Linked DNA regions of Mus musculus: region 1 is linked to region 2. Evidence: chromatin contacts called from public HiChIP or PLAC-seq data. All regions are on one chromosome and are shown on one strand. Each heading gives the region's core, a stretch centred on a gene start, on an enhancer-like site or on the middle of the called end of the contact. The rest is flanking DNA. Distances are from core to core; before and after follow the strand shown.

Region 1 (3,226 bases), core at 420-2,919, 330 kb after region 2:
CGACCTGTCATCCCAGCACTTAGAAGGCTGAGGTGAGACTGCTGTGAGTTCAAGGCCTCCTTGGTCTTTTGCTTCTGTCTCAGGAAAAAAAAAAAAAGTGGCAGGAGAATGAAAGCCACCTCTTACTAAGGTGGACGTATCATGCCAGCCTAAACTGCAGGAAACTTCTGTCTCAAAAGGAAACAACCTAACAAGCTCTTCTCCTTTTAGGGGGTCCACCCCCATAAACATGACCATCCTAGCCCCTAAGGGCAAACAAAGATCTCAGCTTTGCTTAGCCTACCAGCAGTTCCCTAAGGATTTTGCCAGAACAGGATCCACACTCCCTCACAGAGACAGCTGCCTGGAAGGGGGCAGGTGTAGGCAGCTTCCTGCCAGCAATGCTCAACCCAGCAGGGATGGCAAGAGGGGCACCTCCAACTACTACTGTCAAATTCTCCCTGAACACAAAGAACTTGGAGACATTGTCCCCTGCCGCGGTTCTTCAGGAAGAAGTCAGAGCCAGAACCAACATCCTCAGAGCGAGGACTTGGAGAGGAGAGTCCTGGAGAGGAGGCATCGCACACCCACGCCCACTCCGACACTCGGGATTTCAGACAAGCACCTTCTTCAAGTAGCGATGCACACAGGGTCGCGTTTAGCACAAACAAATCCTCCTCCTGGAAGCAAGGTGAGTCACTGCGCACAGATATCTCTTCCTCGGGAACACCCAAAACTTAAGGATGCTGGCGCAGTAATACCTATCTTTGAACTCACTCACTGAATCGGACGGAGTGTGGGTGTGCCTGGAGCCCCCTGACACGTGTGTGCACCGCGGCGCGCGCCCCTGGGCTGCCTGCTAGAGTATAGTGCCTTGGAGTTTGGGAACTCCGGTCCATCACTCCCATCACTTCTCACCGTGGGGAGCAACGGCGTCTCAAACCCTGGGGACCTCTGCACAAGGTCCAGGCAATACACCTCCCTTATGGGCTCTCTTCTCCAGGCAGAAAAGTAGAAAAGGGCCTGGCTGAGGCTCGTTAGTCTCAACTTCAGCCGAGCGACCCTGCTCTGTCCAGCCCCTAGACTCCACCGCCCGCACGTGCCCCACTGGCCCCCTAGTGTTGCCCGGGACCACGCGGGACGCGGGTGTCCTCCGAACTCAGCAGCCTTACCGGTCCCAGGGTTCGGGAGGCGGGGTGGGAGAGCTCGGCCGGCTGCGGCAGGTCCACGCGGGGCGCCAAGTCTTCCAGCCGCGGCGACCGCTGCGGGGCCCCGAGCGCGTAGCTGAGGCCGGTCCCCACCCCCGGGACTGGAGTTTGCAGAGGAGCCCGGCAGGAATGCACGGAATGGGCGCTGGAATGAGACGCGCGCGGCTGGGGAGGGAGCGGAGGGAGTGGCGCTGCCACCCGCACCTTTGGGAGGAGACCGGGCCAGAGAGAGGCTGGGCTCCACGGCTGGGCGGAGCCCGGGAACCGCGGGCGGCCACGGGACAGGACACGGCGGAGACACCCGGGAACCCCGCGGACCCCTCGGCGCCTCTCGCCGCTCGCACCCACACCCCTTGACTCTGATCTACCGATTTCCCGCTCTCATCCAGCTCCCCACACCCCCGGGTTGCGTTGAGTCCTAACTGTCTCTCCACCACCTCCAGCCGAAAACCGTCCCCTCCGCCGGGGTGGGGCGCGCCTCGCTGCGCTCCTGGAGTACGCGGACAGGAGCAGGAAGGGCTGTTCCCTTCCCCGAGGCTGCTACGGAGGACACTCGCTCCGGGAGCAGGAAGCAGGAACTCCCGGCTCTGCTCCCAGATCCGCCACCGCTTTCCCTCGCCAGCCCTCCCCAACATCAGTCTTTCAGTTCTTTCCTTGTCCCTTGGGATCTGCAGAACTGTCACTTCTCAAAGAGCAGGAAAGGAGAGACCAGTCATGGGTCTACCGGATGCTGGGAGAAATAATAAAGATTAGGTCCCAGCAGTGGTTCATAGAGAGCTGGAACTTAGCTGGTTACCCAAGGTACAGGACAGAGTCGCCATGAAGTTAGAAGTCTGAGTTTTAAAGAAGGGTGCCAGATCAATTTAGGAGAAACACGTGAGCTCGGGCTGCGAGTCTTTAGAACCATTTGGCTTAAATCAGTTACTACCTAGCTCCCGCATTCACCTTGTCACTTTGAGAAACTTAAAATCAAAGAAAAGCCTTCACTATTCCCCAAAATCAAACAATCTCTGAAGCACTAGCATTAAGCTTTTATTGGTGTGGCTCTCCCAGCCAGAGCTGGTGAAACAAACTCGGGCCAGCAGTAAATCTCCAGAATTATCTTATCGTTTGCTCAACGCTAACAACGCAAGATGGAGATACACATACTACATGAGGGTAGGGTAGCACGGGGAGACGCTGAAAGAAAGTATTATAAATGTCAGGGTTGTGACCGAGAGAGGCGATCTAAAGAGTCCACGGAAATGCCAGCATCACCACGGGACTGAGTATCTATCCAGCCTCGCAAAGCGAGGACTTTGAAGGATGCAGCCCTCATTTGGATGTATAACTTCTGGTGAGCTTATTAAATGGTGAGTCATAACAAAGCCTGGTCACATCCCATTCACATGAAAAGAACATTGCAAGGCAGCAAGCGTATCTGTGAGCGTGAAGTACAGACTGTCCCACCACTTAATTGGACACTCCTTCATTGAACCTGGTACCAAGCTCAGTGCAGAAACAGACCCCTGCCTTCAAGAGGTTCACTGTCGAAGCCAGACAGTAGTTCATTATTGCAAATCCACATGAATTTGAGAACAAAACCAACAGAATTAATTCAAGGCACTGGGGTGACTTTCCCCAGTTTAATGTCTACTCCCTGTGTGTGCTAGGCAATGCTCTACCAGTGTGCTATGGCCCCAGCCTTGATTCCTTTTGGTTTCTGAGACTGAGTCTACTGAGTTAATCAGGCTGACCTTGAACTCTCTCAGCTGCTCTGGCCTCAGCCTTAGGAATAGCTGGAATTCCATTACAGGTCTCTGCTACCAGGTCTGCGGGGTGACCTTGATCCAGCTCTTGATGGAAACCTGAGTTCACCAACCGCTGTTTCAGGAAGGTTTGGTGTGAAAATAAGAGCTAGTAGGTGCTACACACCAGTGGGGGTCCACATGTGAAACGACAGCAGGACCTGAAAACCAGCATGAACCAAAGACTAAGAGAGGTGAGCCCCAGACTGTGAGGCTCATACAAGCTATACTGAAGATGTGGCCGTCATCAAG
Region 2 (3,205 bases), core at 73-2,572:
GCTCCAAATTCACCCATGTCTGGGTACTCTATCCCCATCTAGTCAGACTCCATATCACCTCCACCCACCCAGCCCTTCACAAGGGGAAAGATGGGCCCTCCCAGAGTGGACTGATCCAGGGCGTGGTCATGAGTTCATGCTAGCCCCCTCCCAAGGCTTCTGTCGTAAAAAAAAAAAAAAAAAAAAAAAAAAACAGCTCCTTTTGAGGATCAGACTCGTGCTCTTCCATTGTCCTTCCACCACCGGACCCAGAAAATACTTGGAACACTGAATGTTTCTTCAGCGACTGGTGGGTAGGTGGGTGGGTAGGGGGTTGAGTGGGTGGGCGAGCTCAGGAACGGGGGCACATGCACATCCACATTCCCACTCAAGAAAGAAGCTCCCTCTAAACCCTGGCCTCTCCACTCCTGGAAGCCCCAGTACCCCGTCAGGAACTCCTAACATGGTGTTCCCAGCCTAGCACACAGCCCTGCACACCACTGGCCTTTTCAGCCTCACTACCTCCTATACCTGAAGAGAGCTGCTGCAGACATGGTCTCTGAGTGTAGATTCCAGCAGCAGCGCTACACCATCCCCGGGCCTCTGAAACCCCTCTTGGACAGCAGGAGACATGGGAACACGAGGGCTCCCAGTGCCCAAGACATAATGGCAGTTAATAAATTAGCAGATAAGGCAAAAAAGAGAGACAATCCTGACAATTTTAATTGCACCACCTGACACACTGGCTCCTTTTAAGAGCCCTGCCTGGCCCTGAAAGAGGACAACCTGCTAAGAACTTTGCAGTGGGGAGCAGAGAGGATTCGCTCCACTCACCAGGGTGGGAGAGGGGCTACTACTTTGTATTGCAAGCGGCCCTCTTTCTCTGCAGCTCATTCATTCTCATAGCCATAAAGAGAGGCAGACGGGCTGCTGGCTGGTGAGGAGGGGAGCCGGGGAGCACGTTTCCAACTCCATACCCATGGAAAAGAAAGGACAAAGGCAGAGTCTTCTGCCAAAGTCACCCAGCCAGCAGGAGGATGGTGGCTGCAGAGATTTGCTAGGGCCAGAGGGGAGGCAGCCATGAAGCGCCCCCCTACATCTGATCTGAGCATTTGCCTGCAGTCTGCATTCCAGTTCCCTCCATATAACTCCAGGGAAGGAGTCTATTAACTGTAGATCCCACTTCCCTGTGGCTAACATGCATCAGTCCTCATTTCCGAGAGGCTCACCAGGAACGAGTGTGACAGGCCTTTAAATATTTGAGCATGTGTACTTAGCAACGCTCTCTCCCAAGTCTCCTGGCCTAGGAAAGGGCTTTTACATCCTTCACCTCTGAGTCACCCTCTGCTGCTCATCTGTCTCACAGTGAAAGTCACTCTAGCTGGAGGGAACGGGCACTGCTCCCCTCCCACCCTCGGAGCTGAGCTCTGCACTTCTCGCATGGGCACAGCCCGTTGTAAGCGCCATTGGTTTGACTGGTGGCCTCGGCAGCTTGGCTGCCTGTTGAGTGTGTGCAGAATTTCAAACTGAATAGGACCACTCCTTGGCCATTCTTCACTGGATGTTGTTCTCCTCACAAGCTCCAATTTCTTCACAGCTCCACTCCACAGTCCCCAGCTCAGGGGTGACAGGGAGATCACACCCATATTTCTAAGCCTAATTTTCCTCCAAATAAACATTGCATAAGGCACCTGCAACCTACAACCCAGTTACATTTTGATGATTCCAGCATGGGCTAGTTCTGTACAGACACTAAGAATACTGTGCTTGGTGTGTGTGTGTGTGTGTGCGGTGGCACTCGGGGCTTGCTGTCCTCTTGTCTCTGGGAGGGTCCTGGTGCCTTTGTTGGAGTATGACTCATCTGATGGGACGCTGGGGTCTGGCTTTGGCATATGGAATCAGTGCCTTGCTCTCTACATGGGGTTGGTAGGGTTCAAGGGTGAGCAGATTCAATCTGGATCTGTCCTGGGCTTCACTGAAGGGTGCAGGAAGATGCCGGTCCTAGAGAGCAAAGGGCAAGGACTGTTTGCCACCTACCCTGTGTTGTTCCAACACAGCCCTTAAAGACAGGCTCACTACCCCCAGGAGGAAAGGGCGCCTGCTCAGGGAGGCTCCCCTGATGCACACCCTTCCCAGGCCCATCAGCTTTCTCAGAAGCTAGTGTCTCTCCACCTGTTGAAATGGGCTGTAGTGTCCCATGTGGCACTAAGATGGGTGGGGGTGTCACACCTGCCCCCAAGGGTGCCCGTGCCCCGAAAGCAAAAAGCTTGAGGATCGGCTCCCAGAAGGGCCACAAGATGATGTGTGGCTGGGACGGCAAAGAGCCCCAGATGACACAGAGCACCTGCCAGCCGTGTATAGGGAGAGCGATCACTCAACAGTCCATAAACATTGATTACTACTGCTGCCCCTCCCACACTGGTGCACCCTGGCAGAAGCGCGCTTTCTTCCCAATCAGGCACCTTCTAGGCCAAGAGCTCTGCCTAGCCTGGTAGCCACCGGCTTCAGGTGAGATGGGGCTCGGCAGGTGTCAGGGAGAAGGTATACCAGGGCATACTTGTATGACTCTGTGTTCCCCGGTTTTCACCAATCCAACCAGTTCCCGCTGGTTCTTGGCAGCAAGAGTCAGGGTCTGAGTCCCCAGACTGAAAGCTTCACTCGACAGGCACACAATTGTTCCTCGGATTGTTGTCCCTGCAGCTTGGAATGCACAGGAGATCATGGGCTAACACATACAGGGCAGGCCCAGGAAAAAGCCCCAAGAGGAATGCTGATACCAGGCAAGCACTCCAGCTCTCTGCCTCCTGAACCAGTGCACTGGACTAAAAATGGTCCTTTGGTAGAAGGGAACTCCGTGACCTCTGGAATGCCTACTCCCCACCCTCCCCAGGCTTGTTCGGCAGTTAACAGCATGGTGCCTCAGGCCACCCCAAATCCAGTAACCTACCTGGCCATGGACCTAGTGCTAGGCTAGTGTTTCATGCTGAGGTGGGCCGGGGGGGGGGGGGGGGGGGGGGGAGGAGTCAGTAGCTCTCACCAGTACTCATCTGTACCCTGGGGCCACATATCCCCAAGCTTTTACAGCAGGGAAGAGCTGCGGATGCAGACTGGAACCACAGTCAAGGTGCCATCTCCATTCCAAGGTCACTGCGAAGTGGGCAGCCCTGGGGACTCCAGCACTTGCCAGAGCTTTCTAAACCTAGGGAAAAAGACACTGAAGACACCA

Evidence for each region. HiChIP or PLAC-seq counts read pairs in DNA pulled down with a chosen protein or histone mark.
Region 1: an HNF4G HiChIP or PLAC-seq map of pancreatic cancer cells shows a contact between it and region 2. The contact joins the promoter of Tead4 here to the enhancer-like site in region 2. A contact is called at or near these places in 13 of 39 promoter capture datasets (the 3T3-L1 cell line, 3T3-L1-derived adipocytes, cranial neural crest and 7 more), 1 of 15 datasets of contacts at CTCF or cohesin (embryonic stem cells), 39 of 484 Hi-C or Micro-C datasets (the C2C12 cell line, the HL-1 cell line, the HPC-7 cell line and 17 more), 4 of 115 datasets of contacts at active chromatin or transcription factors (astrocytes, embryonic forebrain, pancreatic cancer cells and 1 more) and 2 of 9 other capture datasets (adipose tissue and embryonic stem cells).

Annotation. Positions count from the first base shown.
Region 1 is chr6:128,299,144-128,302,369 of GRCm38.p6, forward strand. It overlaps Tead4 (TEA domain family member 4), which reads right to left and starts at 1,670. Exons shown (of 12, transcript NM_011567.2): 1 at 1,152-1,670.
Region 2 is chr6:127,972,874-127,976,078 of GRCm38.p6, forward strand. All of the region lies in intron 1 of Tspan9 (tetraspanin 9), which reads right to left. Among named protein-coding and RNA genes, the nearest start is that of Gm15870, 30 kb to the left of the region's middle. Within about 2 kb of position 1,323, at least 47 of the 459 cell types and tissues checked have an H3K27ac peak or open chromatin away from gene starts, as enhancers often do. A contact at or near this core is called in the C2C12 cell line, the HL-1 cell line, astrocytes and 6 more, where this site is marked.